2 separate regions of the Sus scrofa genome follow, and region 2 is linked to region 1. The links are chromatin contacts, called in public HiChIP or PLAC-seq maps. All regions are on one chromosome and are shown on one strand. Each heading gives the region's core, a stretch centred on a gene start, on an enhancer-like site or on the middle of the called end of the contact. The rest is flanking DNA. Distances are from core to core; before and after follow the strand shown. Region 1 holds the start of MDP1 (magnesium-dependent phosphatase 1). Region 2 holds the start of LTB4R2 (leukotriene B4 receptor 2).

Evidence for each region. HiChIP or PLAC-seq counts read pairs in DNA pulled down with a chosen protein or histone mark.
Region 2: a contact with region 1 is called in an H3K27ac HiChIP or PLAC-seq map of alveolar macrophages. The contact joins the promoter of LTB4R2 here to the promoter of MDP1 in region 1. A contact is called at or near these places in 1 of 47 Hi-C or Micro-C datasets (embryonic fibroblasts) and 2 of 2 datasets of contacts at active chromatin or transcription factors (alveolar macrophages and skeletal muscle).

Annotation. Positions count from the first base shown.
Region 1 is chr7:75,085,203-75,089,106 of Sscrofa11.1, forward strand. It overlaps MDP1 (magnesium-dependent phosphatase 1), which reads left to right and starts at 2,241. Exons shown (of 6, transcript XM_003128546.4): 1 at 2,241-2,379; 2 at 2,495-2,555; 3 at 2,629-2,739; 4 at 3,069-3,176; 5 at 3,286-3,371; 6 at 3,534-3,742. The coding sequence starts at 2,343. The coding sequence ends at 3,625. NEDD8 reads left to right here. Exons shown (of 4, transcript XM_003128544.4): 4 at 329-703. The coding sequence ends at 425. It overlaps CHMP4A (charged multivesicular body protein 4a), which reads left to right and starts at 3,890. Exons shown (of 6, transcript XM_021099213.1): 1 at 3,890-3,904.
Region 2 is chr7:74,982,080-74,985,983 of Sscrofa11.1, forward strand. LTB4R2 (leukotriene B4 receptor 2) reads right to left here and starts at 1,732. Exons shown (of 4, transcript XM_021099204.1): 1 at 1,469-1,732; 2 at 1-81. It overlaps CIDEB (cell death-inducing DFFA-like effector b), which reads left to right and starts at 862. Exons shown (of 5, transcript NM_001112688.1): 1 at 862-960; 2 at 1,472-1,616; 3 at 2,469-2,618; 4 at 2,851-3,041; 5 at 3,182-3,384. The coding sequence starts at 920. The coding sequence ends at 3,314. NOP9 (nucleolar protein 9) reads right to left here. Exons shown (of 10, transcript XM_001927718.4): 10 at 3,669-3,904. The coding sequence ends at 3,792.

The DNA of each region.
Region 1 (3,904 bases), core at 991-3,490:
ATACGTGCTGCTTCACTATTACATTAAGATCAAATGATAGGTGTAATAACTGCTATAGTTGTGAAATATTTTCAAGATATCTGCAGACAGTTGTGAAATGATACAAAAATATCTAATTTCTGTTAACAGCTTGCCCATATTGCTAATATAGTTTTTGGCCTGTGTTCAAAATTGAAAGAAATATCAGTTAGGGGGTGGTAAAATTATAAAGGTGTAATTTTTTTTTTTCTCATCTGCATGCATAGATCGCCAGAGACACCCAAAAAACCCAGGTTAGGAGCCCTGCTCTAGAAGGTATTTCTAATGCTTTTTTCCCCCCATCCTGCAGGAACGATGAGAAGACAGCAGCTGATTACAAGATACTGGGTGGCTCCGTCCTCCACCTGGTGTTGGCTCTGAGAGGAGGAGGTGGTCTTAGGCAGTGATGGACCCCCCCCCCTCCATTTTACCTCCTTGCCCTGTCACTCATAATGAGGCATCATATATCCTCTCACTCTGTGGGACACCAGAGCCACCGCCCCCCTCTCCTGGATGCCCAGTCTTGTGTGTCTACTGGTGGGAGACTGTGAGGACCCCAGGATGCAGTGTTCCTGACCCAAAGGGCCTTTGCTGGCTGTTGGGTTTTAGTTTGCAGTCCTGTGTGCTTCCCTCCCTTATGGCTATGTCCCAGGTTGTCAATAAAATATTTCCTGGCCTCCTAGAATCTTTCTTCTGTTGCACAAATATGACTGAAATCAAGATGGATCCAACATTGGAGTTCCCGTCATGGTGCAGTGGAAACGAATCCGAGTAGGAACCGTGTGGTTGCAAGTTCAATCCCTGACCTTGCTCAGTGGATTAAGGATTGGGTGTTCCCTTGAGCTGTGGTGTAGGTTGCAGATGCGGCTCAGATCTGATGTGGCTGTGACTGTGGTATAGGCTGGCAGCTGTGGCTCTGATTCGGAACCCTACCCTGGGAACCTCCATATGCCTCGGGTATGGCCCTTAAAAGCAAAAAAAGGATCCAATGCACTCCCAGTTACACCAGGCTGAAAGAGCAGGACAATGGAAGGGAATGTGCACTTAGAGGGGTTATCAGACTCTATGAAAACCTACACTCAATGACGTGCTGGAGCCAGCTCTTACCTGCTCCATAGGTAATTGTTGACACCTCTTCCCAATCCCACATTAGGTGACTTAATGTTGGCAGCTTGGTATTGGCCATGGTAGAAATACTTATAGAAGTTGATGGTACAAATAAGTCCTTCTCCCCAAACTGGCGATTACATATCCGTCAGCATCCTACTGATGTGGGTGGTAGAAAACAGGAGAGTGAATTTTCTCCCACTGTGACCCTACTGAACATTTATTTGAGCCTGGTTCAAGAAAGGCCCCGAGAGGCGGAGTTCCCATCGTGGCGCAGTGGTTAATGAATCCGACTAGGAACCATGAGGTTGCTGGTTCGGTCCCTGCCCTTGCTCAGTGGGTTAATGATCCGGCGTTGCCGTGAGCTGTGGTGTAGGTTGCAGACGCGGCTCGGATCCCGCGTTGCTGTGGCTCTGGCGTAGGCCGGTGGCTACAGCTCCGATTAGACCCCTAGCCTGGGAACCTCCATATGCCTAGGGAGCGGCCCAAGAAATAGCAACAACAACAGGACCAAAAAAAAAAAAAGAAAGGCCCCGAGAGGCGTTCCCTTCATGGCACAGCGGAAACGAATCCAACTAGGAACCATGAGCTTGCGGGTTTGATCTCCGGCCTCACTCACTGGGTTACGGATCCGGCATTGCCATGAGCTGTGGAGTAGGTCAAGAGGTGGCTCAGATCTGGCATTGCTGTGGCTCTTGCATAGGCCAGCAGCAACAGCTCCGACTGGACTCCTAGCCTGGGAACCTCCATGTGCCGTGGGCGTGGCCCTAAGAAGACAAAAGAGGGGGGCTTTTACGGTTGGAATATTGCTGAGGCTTCTGGGTTCTGTACAGTGGAGAGATTCATTAGGGAAAGTAAGTGACAAGCTGTGATGGATCTCTGTGAGATAAAAAGAGAGCCAGCAGAATGGGCTCCCCTTCCTTGGCTCCTCTAGTTCAGTAGAAGCTGGCGAGGCCGGGTGGGGTGGAGAAGAAGGAAGAAAATCCCTTGAAGAGTCTTGAGGACCGCTGCGGTTCTGTGAGCAGTTGCGTTGGAGTTTTGCTGCGGTTCTTCCCCCTCCACCACCAGAAGGCGCTCCTGCGCTGTCTCCGGGCCGACCGCCCCAGCCCCGCTTGGCGACGCTCTAGTCAACGCTTCTCTAAGGTCAGCCGGTTGACCGCCAAGCCGCAAGAGAAAGCCCAGCCAGCCTCGGGGCGTGCATCTTGCCGACGCGAGTCATGGAGCGTCTCCCAAAGCTCGCAGTCTTCGATCTGGGTGAGGGACCGGACTGGGGAGAGTTTCAGATTGGCGCTCTCTTTCTCCAACCCCAGTTGCTGCTCTCGAGGCCCTGCGCCCGCTCAGGCTGAGCCCTCCCCCTCCTTCCTCGTAGATTACACGCTCTGGCCGTTCTGGGTGGACACGCATGTAGACCCCCCGTTCCACAAGAGCAGGTGAGACAGGGCCCAGGAGGCCTGGGGCCGGGCAGAGCCCTGCGGGAGCTGATCGCCCTCTCTCCCTCTCCAGTGATGGAACTATACGAGACAGGCGCGGCCAAACCGTCCGACTGTACCCAGAGGTGCCTGAGGTCCTGGAAAGATTGCAGGGCCTGGGGGTTCCCGTCGCGGCAGCTTCACGGTAAGAAGAGCATCTGAAAATACTGTCCGTGTAATGCTGACAAATGCATGCACAGGCAGACTTACCGTGTAACCCCTTGGCTACAAAAATTTAGGTGGTCCAAATTTGAAGGTATTTCCATATTTTCCGAATTGTACCCACTCCTGTGCCTTTTGTTTACTGGCTCAGTGCCACCTCTGTCAGATAGGAAGGATATGGAGTTGAATAAAGGCCAAGGTGTCTACCCATGCTGGAAGAATAGCAAGTCAGTTTCCCCCAGGTTACACATAACTTCCCTTGCAGCCCTGGCCTTCCACTCTCCTGATCCCACCTACTATGCCTTTTTGCAGGACAGGTGAGGTTGAAGGAGCCAACCAGCTGCTGGAGCTCTTCGACCTGGTCAGACATTTTGTTCATCGGGAAATCTATCCAGGCAGCAAGGTCACGCACTTTGAGAGGTACACGGACATAAGGGGAGAAGCAGGGAGAGAGAAAACCAGAAAGGCTGGAAGAGCTAAGAAGCCATTGAGGTTATTACCCACCCCAACCACTGCCTGTCTTGCACAGGTTGCATCGGAAAACTGGAGTTCCTTTCTCCCAGATGATCTTCTTTGATGATGAGAAGCGGAATATTGTAGACGTCAGCAAACTAGGTACTGAGTGGTGAGGATAGCCGTTTGGGGAGTGAGAAGAAAGGTTCCTAAGAGGGAAAGGGTTAGGTAGCTATGTACTGAATGGATAGTTTGCATGCATGTGACACCCCAAAGAGGTCAGTCACAATAAGCCTGATGAAATGTGGCTTCTTTTCTTTCTAGGTGTTGCCTGTGTTCATGTCCAGAATGGAATGAACCTTCAGACCCTAACTCAAGGATTAGAGGTGTTTGCAAAGGCCCAGGCTGGACTCTGAGGTCCAGTCTTGTGGATGAGCCTCTTTGGAGGCATAGAACTGAGAGGAAATCAGGAGGGCATTTTCAGGTGCATTTGTAAATTATTATTAAAGTGTATTTGTTTGTGGCACAAGAAATCTTACCCAGTGTGGGCTATTTTTCTGTTTTTCCAGTGTATGACCCCAGGGTGGGCCATCTGGAGATGCCAAGGCACTGGACTGCATCAAGTTCTGCCTTTTAAACGTGTGGCAAACCCAAGACTGTGATCCCCTTGTGCTCGCCCCATCTCCACCCCTGTC
Region 2 (3,904 bases), core at 482-2,981, 100 kb before region 1:
GCAGAGAGACTTATGCTCATGGGAGCTGTTCACTGACAGTGAGAGTATGAGCTTCCACACAACTGTTCATCACAACTGCAGCTGAAATCAGAGATGGGGCATGGGATACCGAAAGCTGAAGTCCTGACGCCATCAAAGGATGCAACCCCTCTCCCCGCCCCCCCCCATCCACACTTCCTTCATGCCTATTAAGGGGCCAAAGGAAAAAGGTGGGAGAACGACTAATCCAGCATGGCTGAAGCAGGCAGTTCTGGAGAATGAAGCCAGAGAAATGTTGAAAGCCAGCCCCTCCCCTAGACCACAGCGGGAAGAGCAGGAAAGTAGGAAGGCCAGGGTCCCAGATAGGATCCTAGTAATTCTGGATCCATGGATCAGGACTCATCTTCCCCTCACACCCCACCCAGGTGCACTGCCTCACCTATTTTCTCCAAGCCCCGCCCATCCTCTGCTGGGACTCCCTTTTCCTGATGTTGCAGTTCATGGCTTTTTCAGTAGGTGGCAGCACGTACAGAGCAAATCTCCAGTGCAGCTTTCACAGGTTGGGAACTAGAAACTGTCCCTAGAAATTCCCTCCATATAAAGAAAAACACCAGAGATCACAATCCATCCTCTCGAATAGTTCCCATTTAACCCTCACATCACACACTACCACTAGTGACACACACAAACTTCCATGGCTTTTCCCAGGCCCCTCTGGGCCAGATCTCGGCCCTTCCCCTCCTCCCTCCCCTTGGACTTTGCCCTTCTTACTGGCCAGGTGTGGGGGCAGAGTCCGGGCTTGACTGACTCATCCCCCACCTCACCGGGGCTGAAATCCCGGGTCTGTAACAGAAAACGCCAGCGCTCAGCTCCAACCAGTGCAGAACCACCCAGCCCAGAACTCCCAGGACGGGCCACTCTTAGGCTCCTTCCCTCCACCATGGAGTACCTCTCTGCCCTGAACCCCAGCGGCCTGCTCAGGTGATTTATAACCCTCCTCTCACTCTCCATCTCTAGGGATACGGGCAGGGCCACAACACTCCACTCAGCCCCCAGGAAGCTCTGGAATTTGTACCCCTTCCCCTTCCTGCCCCCACTTGCAGCAAAAGGTCTGTCCAGCTCCTGAACCAACCCCTACCCCAACTCCAAGTTCTCTCCCTGGGATACTTTTTTTTTTTTTTTTTTTTGGCCACCCTGGAGCGTCCAGACTAGGGATTAGATCTGAGTCAAGGTTGAGACCCAAACCGCAGCTGTGGCAACTGAGGGATCCTTAACCCACTGTGCCAGGGAAGGATGAAACTGCATCCCAGCTCCCAAGAGGCTGATCATCGATCCCATTGTGCCATAGTGGGGACTCCCCTAGGCTACTTTAATCTGCAAATCTAGATCCCTCCCTCCCAACCTTCCTAACTCTCCAGTTACCCCACCCCCATCAACCCACCACACTCACTGAACCCCTCACTCCTCCTTGATCGTTCTTCTCACCTACCAGGTCAGTATCCAACATGAGCTCCGACTTAGGCCGTAAGGTCTGGACCTCCACTCCACCACCCCAGCGACCTTTCCGTATCTGTGATCACAAGCGGACCACCCGGAAAGGCCTGACAGCCGCCACCCGCCAGGAACTGCTAGACAAGGCAAGTGAGCCAAGTCCCTGGGTTCCAAATGCAGGGACAGCCAAGGGGCTGATGAAGAACGAGAGCCTGAGATAAAGAACAAAAAGGAACAGAAAGGGCTGACAGGGCTGCCCCTCCCTCTGAGGGCTAAAAGCAGGGGTGTGAACCCAATGGTTTCTGCTGTTTGGGTCACTTCGCCTTTTTTTTGTTTTGTTTTTTTTTTTTTTTGGAACAGGCTTTTCTTTGGGGATGGGGAAGGAGTAGGGAGAGTTGGAGGGATGGATTTTAGAACTCGGTATGGAATGGCAATTTGTATCAAATTCAAAACCCTGAATCTGTGGCTTCCTTGAGTCAAACCCTGGGAAGTTTTTCAACATATCAAAACTTCAGTTTCTTCATCTGTAAAAAGGGAACAATAATACAACTACCCCCCTAGGGCTGTTGATACACAGATATTTGACACTAGTGGAGATTCAAAAAGATCTTTCCAGAAAGAGTTCTGGAGAACTCTGTGAGGGTTAGGGAGAGGAAGGTGGGACACTAGAGATAAGACTCCATTGTGACAAGCCCCTTCAGCATAATGCCTATAACCATTCAAGAGAAACTGGCTGGCTTTTCAATTCCAAACCAGTAGGCATGGCGTGGAGGGAAGCTGGGAGAGATGACAGTGACGTGGTAGGAGCAAAGCAGGAACTAACAGGAAAAGGACAGCCCTGGGTGAGCAACCCCCAACAACTAAAGAACACCATGAGCTGGAACCATTTGAAGGGATGGCAAAGCACCAGGAAGGAGAGTTGGGTGCTGGGCAGCTGGACAGGGGAGGGGCGTGGGAAAAGCTCTGCCCCTTCCTTCCTCCTTCTGGCCTCCGGGTAGGCGCTGGGGACTCTGATGCTGAATGGAGTGTTAACACTGGTGCTTGAGGAGGACGGGACCATGGTGGAGAGCGAGGACTTCTTCCAGCTGTTGGAGGATGACACATGCCTGATGGTGCTGGAGTTGGGACAGAAATGGAGGCCCAGGAAGGTGAGAGACCCTCACTGGGGCTGCTCCAGGCCACTGACCCTTTATATCTCTTCCAAGGCTCTTCTCTCGCCTAACCCTGATCTTGGGGGCAGGGGCATGGGAGAGGTGAGGAGTTGTCAAGGACTCTGTCTAGTAGATGAACAGTCCAGGCAAGGGTGGGTCTGTCCCAGTGCTGATGGGATTAGTGGTGGGTGTCAGTATGTGAGGGTCCGTTGCCCTGCTTTGGCAACAGAGTGGGGTGCTGTCATATGGCCTGGGCCGGGAGAAGCCCAAGCACAGCCAGGACATCGCCTGCATCACCTTTGACGTATACAAGCAAAACCCCCGAGACCTCTTTGGCAGCCTGAACATCAAAGCCACATTCTACGGGCTCTACTCCATGAGTTGTGACATCCAAGGACTCGGCCCAAAGAAAATACTCAGGTCAGAGACCAACATGTCACATCTCCCCATCCCTATCCAGTCCCTGTGATTCCCTCCCCTGCACTCCCTTACCCAGATAGCTCTCCACGGGCCCCCAGGTTTCCCCACCCATCTGATTTCCTCCGGTCTCTGCCCTTCAGGGAGCTCCTCCGATGGGCCTCCGCACTGCTGCAAGGCCTGGGCCACGTCTTGCTGGGAATTTCCTCCACCATTCGTCATGCAGTGGAAGGGGCTGAGCAGTGGCAGCAAAAGGGTCACCTTCACCCCTACTGAGCAGGAGCTCTGACCTTCTGCCTCTAGACTCATTCCAAGAGACAGATTGTGACAACACCAAGTTTGGGGGCCTTCAGACAGTGCAGGCTCAGTAACTCACCTGATTTCCCCACTGTCCCTCAATCCTATGGGACAGGCCCCATCAGCATAATGTCCTATACCCCCACCTTATGCCTCCTGGCCACCTTTCCAGTCTCCTGCTCCCTGAAAGACCACAGCCTGTCCCCGGACACCTGGATCCCACCCTGACTGCTGCTATACCTAGAGGTCCTTATGACTCCTCCTGTCCCTAAGCTCCTCTACCTTGAGATCGCTATTTCTCTGTATCCTTCCTCCCCAAAATAACAAAGGTGCTTTCAATAAAAATATAAAAGTGTTTATCAGTAAGACTTTTGACTCCGGTTTAAACTAGGAATGAGACAGGATAGGTACTCCTTTCCCCCCTCCCCCATCAACACCCAGTTCGATCCAGAGGCTTCAGTCTTCAAGAATGGAGCTCAAGGCCCGCCTCCGCTTGGCCACTGCTCCCTGCTGCTGTTCCCAAGCCTCTCGACGCTTCAGGAAGGTAGTCAGGGCCACATTTCGAGCCA